Linked DNA regions of Mus musculus: region 1 is linked to region 2. A link is a contact called in public promoter capture Hi-C data. All regions are on one chromosome and are shown on one strand. The core of a region is the stretch at or near the end of the contact, and the rest is flanking DNA. Distances in the headings are between cores, read along the strand shown. Region 1 has its middle 15 kb from the start of Gm41818. Region 2 overlaps Gda (guanine deaminase).

Evidence for each region. Capture Hi-C pulls out chosen DNA fragments and counts their contacts.
Region 1: a contact with region 2 is called in a promoter capture Hi-C map of adipose tissue. A contact is called at or near these places in 3 of 9 other capture datasets (adipose tissue, liver and pancreatic islet).

What each region holds. Positions count from the first base shown.
Region 1 is chr19:21,736,341-21,739,924 of GRCm38.p6, forward strand. No RefSeq gene overlaps it. Among named protein-coding and RNA genes, the nearest start is that of Gm41818, 15 kb to the left of the region's middle.
Region 2 is chr19:21,438,193-21,441,360 of GRCm38.p6, forward strand. All of the region lies in intron 1 of Gda (guanine deaminase), which reads right to left. Among named protein-coding and RNA genes, the nearest start is that of Gda, 33 kb to the right of the region's middle.

The DNA of each region.
Region 1 (3,584 bases), core at 116-2,615, 300 kb after region 2:
AGGATGGAAACTCCTGTAGTTCAATGCCCAGATGTAACCTCACTGCTAAGGTGTCTGTGCTATGTGCCTCCGTTCATCCGTTGCTTCCCCTGGAAAGCACACAGGGCTCTTGCTGGTTCCTCCTCTTTTCTCATATTGTGTAATTATTCTTTCACCTTGTCCTAAACCCCCAACTTCTGCAGAACAAGGAAACTCTGGCCACCTTCATTATTAATCCCCATTTAACCTTAATGTGTGATCTCTTACATTCAAGTTTCCATTTGCTGACTCTGGGGCCCTCATGTTGGTGGTAGGGAACTGCCACTTAATAACTTTATCCTAACTTTTACTCCTTTTCTATGAGATCCTGACATTCAGGCACCATCTTTGTCATGGTCCCTAATCCTCCCAGGTCCTTCTCTTGACCGGATTCTGCCTTTAATGTTTTGTTTACTCTGCTGCTTACAAGGCTGTCTCCTTCTCTATAAAAATAGCATGTCAGCCTAGTGGACCTTCTAAGAGAACAATTATTATTTATTTTGTCTATACCTCCTGCTCAGAGAATTAACGTGTTCTAATCCTTTGTGCTAACGTGTAAAAGTTCTTCAAATATTAATAACAAAAACTAACAAGGTACGTCTATAACTTACAAGTCTGAGAGGTTAGCACTCTGCGCGCCCGTGGAGAGAATGTCCCACTGGAGTCTTAACGTGAGTCTGCTCATACTTTAGGGGAACAATAAATGACTCTTTTCAACTCAACAGGTTTTTATTGCTTTCCTATCACTCTGGGCTATAAATTTTGTAACTTTAAAAAAAAATCCTTGGAGAGGAAAAAATGATGTTATCAGCAGAAAGGCATAGTCACTTTGAAATATCACTGGCAAGCTCCACATGATTCCTAGTCTGATGAAGGTGGCTTAAAATCTGCCCATAGAGAGCAAAAATGGACTGGGGCCATGCCTCCCGGTCTTTCTAGTTCAACTTTGTTCCCTGGGCCTAAGAAGGAACTTGATTCATGATTGGAGATCAAACATTTAGTGAGTGAGTAAGCGAATGAGACCAGTATGGTTGTTTTAGGGAATGCCAGATCCCCAGTTTACTCGAACAGATAGAAAAGAAGACCGTAGGTAGATTCTTGAGCCCTCAGATTTGCCCAAATGTCAGCACAGGATGCACCCGTTTAATACTCAGCAACGACTCCGGACTAGAGGTCTGTGAGCACCACAAGCTGTTCCCAGAACCGAGGGCGGTGAAGATGCTATCCGGTCCCCCTGTGTCTCTCTCTGCTGCAGCAGCGGTTTTACGTCTGTGGCTTTACTGGAATAAAGGATCGTGTTAAGGATGGCTGTCCTCTCATCTGCTTTTTATCAACACAGGACAGTTTCCTGTATTTGTCAGTGATGCGGAAATGACCCAGCTGACGTTAGCACTTGCGAGTGACTCAAAGTTACACTGTATTTGCCTGCCCGCCCCCCCCGCCCCCCCCGCCCCGCGTGCTCTAATTTTGTGTTTTAAATGATCGCCAGTTACTTTCTTCTTTTTTCCTTTTTTAAGATTTATTTCTTAATTTTAAGTTTGCATATGTAGGTGCCCATGAGGAGTTCGGCAGGGCGCATAGGATCCTCTGGAGTTGGAGTCACAGGCTGTTGTGAACTGCCTGATGTGGGTACGGGGAACTGAACTTGGTTCCTCTGAAAGAGGATGCATTCTTGGTAGCTGAGTCATCTCTCTGGCCTGAAGCACTTACTTTTTAAAAGACCTACTTTATTTTCTGTCTGAGCTCATGGTCGTTTGCGTTGGTAGCCAAGGCCAGATAATCTTGATCTATTGTGTGTCTCCGGTTTTCCAAAGACTTTTTTCCCTTCTATTGTTAGAGTCAGGGAAACTGGCAAACGATGGTGTTGGGCCAGAGGAGGGAGAACGAAGCCTTAAATCACCGAAATGTGGTGCGCCCTGTACGCACTTCAGTACGAACTGAAAGGAAGACTGCAAATAGGATTGGTTCCTTTGGGCTAGTACTGAATTGGGAGTGAGTGATGCAGATAGAGCCATGGGCTGAAATCATTTTCTACTTCAGCCCCGCTCGGTCTGCAGGGAATCGTGGAGTCAGGAGTTAGCTGCAGGGTGTTGGGAGTAGGCCAGCATCTACATCTGTTCTCAACTGTAAGTGGACTGGAAAAACACTTTGAGGGAAAGCCAGTGAGGAGCGCACAGAATCCCTGCTCCCAGAAAGGCCGGGAAAGAGGAGCTGATTCATCATAAAGATGCTGAATTTAGAGGCAGGTTTTTATGCAAATAAAGCGTGGATGAGTCTTCTTCTGTTTGTCAAGAGTCAGTCTGGTTCCTGACAGTCTAAGGGTCAGAACTGATAGGATGAGTCAGCCATATTGACAGCGTGGGCCCTTGTGTCTAAGTATAAGCCCTGCGCTTGGAGGAGGAGGCTGGGGGAAGGAAAACCAGCCTGGCAGAGGTTGCGAGAGCTTGTCTAAAACACAGAAAACAAGGTAGCCGGGTAGGATTGAAGCCTCATACTTCCCACTATTTCCGAGGAATCTGGGGCTCAACTCGAGTACTTTGGCACTCGCTTACTAGACTCTGGACACGTTTTAGTGAATTTCATGCAGGATTTCTTGTCTCGGAATATATGGCCGGCTGTAGGGACACTATGTAACGATTTCTCGCTTTTGATATTAAGAGCGTCTCAATCCGAGAAATGTCATGGCTAGCATGAGTTGGAATAAGCGTTACTTAAAGGAAGTAGTTTGGCAACACATGGGCCTGGGTTCAAATTCCAACTCTTGTCATTTCCTGGCTGTATGAGATCAGGCAAGCTGCCCTCTGACCGCCAGTGGCTTCACCTGAGATGGGAATCATAATGTATGACTAACCAGGCTATTGGGAGGACTGGCTGTCTCCCTAGCCACCTAAAAACAACCAGAAAAACATCCGCAACCTTGTTCTCTCCTTTGTTCCATTTCTCCGTATCATCGTTATTATTTTTACTTATGTTTTTTAACAAGTTTGTTTTGTTTTGTTTGCGAAACTGGGAATTTAACTCAGAACTTTGTGTAAGCACTCTACCTCAGTCTATTTAGCCCCCTTTTCACTTTTTATTTTGCAACAGAGTTTCTCTATATTATCCAGCTAGTCTTGAACTTAGTTTGTAGCCCAGGCTGTCCTGGAATCATGACCTTCCTCCCTAAGTCTCCTTAAAAGCTATTCTTATAAGCCCACACTGCCAAGTCTTTATTTGTTATTGACACAAATAATGATATTTATTTATTCATTATAACTTGATACATGTATTCACATAGAAATGATCCATGCAGGCTAATTAGCATATCTGTTGCTGTAAACATGTTTCCTTTCTTTCTTTTAAAGAATTATTTATTTATTTTATGTATGTGAGTGCACTGTTGCTGTCTTCAGACACACCAGAAGAGGGCATCAGATCTCATGACAGATGGTTGTGAGCCACCTGTAGTTGCTGGGAATTGAACTCAGGACATCTGAAAGAGCAGTCAGTGCTCTTAACTGCTGGCCTCTATTTTTCATTTCTTCATGCTAACAACTGTCAAAAATCTTTGTAGTTAATTTTTTTAT
Region 2 (3,168 bases), core at 184-2,683:
TGTAGAGCTGATTAAGGCTTATGATAAATATAAAGGTTATGTGTGTTTTTACCTGGGAACTAAATGGTCAAAGACAGGGTAGAAACACAGGATTCAGATTAAATATTTTCAATAAGAATGTAATGTTAAAGAATCTGTTTAAAATCTAGATTACTAGATACCATGTATTTATAATGACACTTTTGATAATATGGTATATGTGGATATGGGTGCACATGCAGATATGTATGTGGATGTCTATTCTCTACACACAGAGCCTATGTGGCTGAGGAGTTAAAATATGCCCAGATAGATAAGGAGTAAGAGGGGGATGTTTGGGGGAGCACAGTGAAGCCCTTCTCCCACTGCATGGAGGAACAGTGGTACAGGCAGGAAAGGTCAGAATCTGACAGTAAGAGGAAGGAATTGATACCTGATAGATATCAAGTGGAAGAAAAAGGGATGGAAGGGACAGGAACAGAGGTGAGGAAGTGAAAAGCAGAAAGAGGCACTGAGCTGAAGGCATATGGTCAATGTTATCGGAACTGTGGGTTGGGAGAACTTTTATCTTGTTCTTATTTGTATTTTCGTCCATCCAATACTGTCTGTGGACCTCTTGTTAAACAGCATTTTCGAAGGGGTTGGGAGCAATCAATTCGTGGTGTGTATAACACATATGGCATTAGCATGACATGCTGTAATGGAAAGTGAACAACAGACAGACTGTAGGACATACACAATGGTCTCTCAGAGAGATGCTTCTTAAGCATGGCTTTTTCTGACGTGAGGGTGAGTAACCTGAATTCCCTGAGGGCACCAAAAGATCAATATGGGGTATGTCCAATATGTTCAGAAACTACAAACATACTAGTGGACAACCAGCTCAACTCTAGGGAAACAAGTGGAAGGAATCCAGACCAAAGATAAGCACACATTGTAAGTCATGGTCAGCCTTCGGGGTTTATTTTTTAAGAAATCTCTAAAAAGCTGCAGGAAAATATGGTTGATGCATTCTTCCTGGTTCAGTGGCTTCCTTACCTCTAGACTTTCAGGGTTTGGGATGCCATTTGCTTGATTGTTCATTCAAGAGCCTGGCAAGGCCCACAGGCCTTCCTCCTTACAGGCCATGGTCTCGTTCTAGGCAAGCTGTCAAATGCATACACGGATCTCTAAAACCAAGGTTTCCTGAAACCATAGCAAGTTCCAGCCAGCAGAGGCTCTCTCAGCCAAACCCTTAGTTGTCCAGATGAGCAACTTGATTCCCTTCTGTTAAGTAAACAAGTCCAAATGTTTCTCGTGTGAAATGAGGGCTATGTAGGATAAGCACTAATGATGTCAGAAAGACTTAAGCTGAAGGCAGATAAATAATAAATATCAGTTTATGACACAAGTCCCTGCAAGATACAGGCTCCAAACACCAGATGGAAAATTTGGGCAAAAGGCTTGTGGCCATGACCTAGAATAACTTCTGGATAATTGTGAAATAGCTCAGCTATGCAACAAAAGGAGGTAGCATGTGTCTGTACTCATCCCAAAATCCTACTCAAGTCACTGTGATAGGACCAGATGAAAGATATTATACTTCAGAGACTGCTAAAACACTTGGCAAAGACAAACATTGGTATATTCATGTAATTCGGGTCAAACTGATTAATGAAAGAGTAAGATATGGTTTAAAAAACAAAAGTCAGCCTATCTAGGCAGAGTGAAGTGAAAATTACCACGACGGCACCAAAGAATACCATGAAGGGCTTAGATTTTCTGATCTAATATTCTTTTTGTAAATAAGAGAGCAGACCACCAGGCTGTGTGATCATCCCAGGTGCAGAACAAACAGGAGTATTTGCTGGGCTAAATCATCTGCCTAGAGATTGTTCCAGGCAGTTGATTGCTTGTCTGGCAATAGAAACTAGAGGTGATTTAAAAAACAGAAAGGGGGGCTGGCGAGATGGCTCAGTGGTTAAGAGGTTAAGAGCACCAACTGCTCTTCCAAAGGTCCCGAGTTCAAATCCCAGCAACCACATGGTGGCTCACAACCATCCGTAACAAAATCTGATGCCCTCTTCTGGAGTATCTGAGGACAGCTACAGTGAACTTACATACAATAAATAAATAAATCTTAAAAAAAAAAAAAAAACAAAAAAAAAAAACAAAAAAAAACCAGAAAGTTCTCCAGAAGCTCAAATACTAAATATTTTAAGTTTAGGGAGACACAACAATACATTCTTCAGTAGACCGGTAAACAAACTGCAATACAAAAACATGAAGGGAATTCATTGAAAAATAAGCATTTAAAATCCATTATAAAACTAAATGCTAAAACCTGGATCTGAGATTTGGTTGCACAGCAGGATACTCAAATAATTATCAAAGAAGAACCTTCCCATAACACTTATTTTACAAAGAAAATAATAGCTTCACAGTGAAGAAACATGGCAAAGACCACCCACATTGCTAACATCATCATCGACAATAGCAGGACACACCACCACCTTCTGACATGACGCACTGGGAACGCCACATTGATTCTGACATTCCTTCTCACATGTATCATCTGAAGCTCATCACGAGGAAACATGCAAACTAACCTGAGGGTCAGTGTAAGAGTTCTTATTCTTGAAAAGTATCTGGCACATAAACTATGAAGAAAGACCAAAACTTGCCCCAGGTGAAAGGCAAGTGAAGTGTGGCACACAAGTGGGACTTGGGATTTTGGAGCCAATTCTGCACCAGAGGGAGGAAGGGACATTTAAGGACATTATTGAGACCATGAGGAAGGCTCGAAGGGGATCTCGTTGTGTAGCAGAATTACACCAACGTTAATTTCCTAATCTTTGTGGTTATGATTATGTAAGGCTTTGTCACCAATGTTTAGAACGGGTGCAATGAAGGATTTCGATGGGAAGAATGTCTTAGTTTCTTGTCATTGTGATGAAATACTCTGATGAAATCAACGTGAGAGAAGTCAGCTGACTTAAAGCATGAACCAAACTTATAGTTTGTCTTATTTCATTGTGATAAAACACTGACCAAAACCAACTTGGGGAAGAAAGGGTTTCTTTGGCTTATATCTGATCATTGTCTGCCACTGACAGAAGCCAAGGCAGGAGCATAAGCAGACCATTCTTAGCATTATTAATAATATTCTGTTATGCACGGAGACAGGAGCCTAGCATAACTGACCTCTGA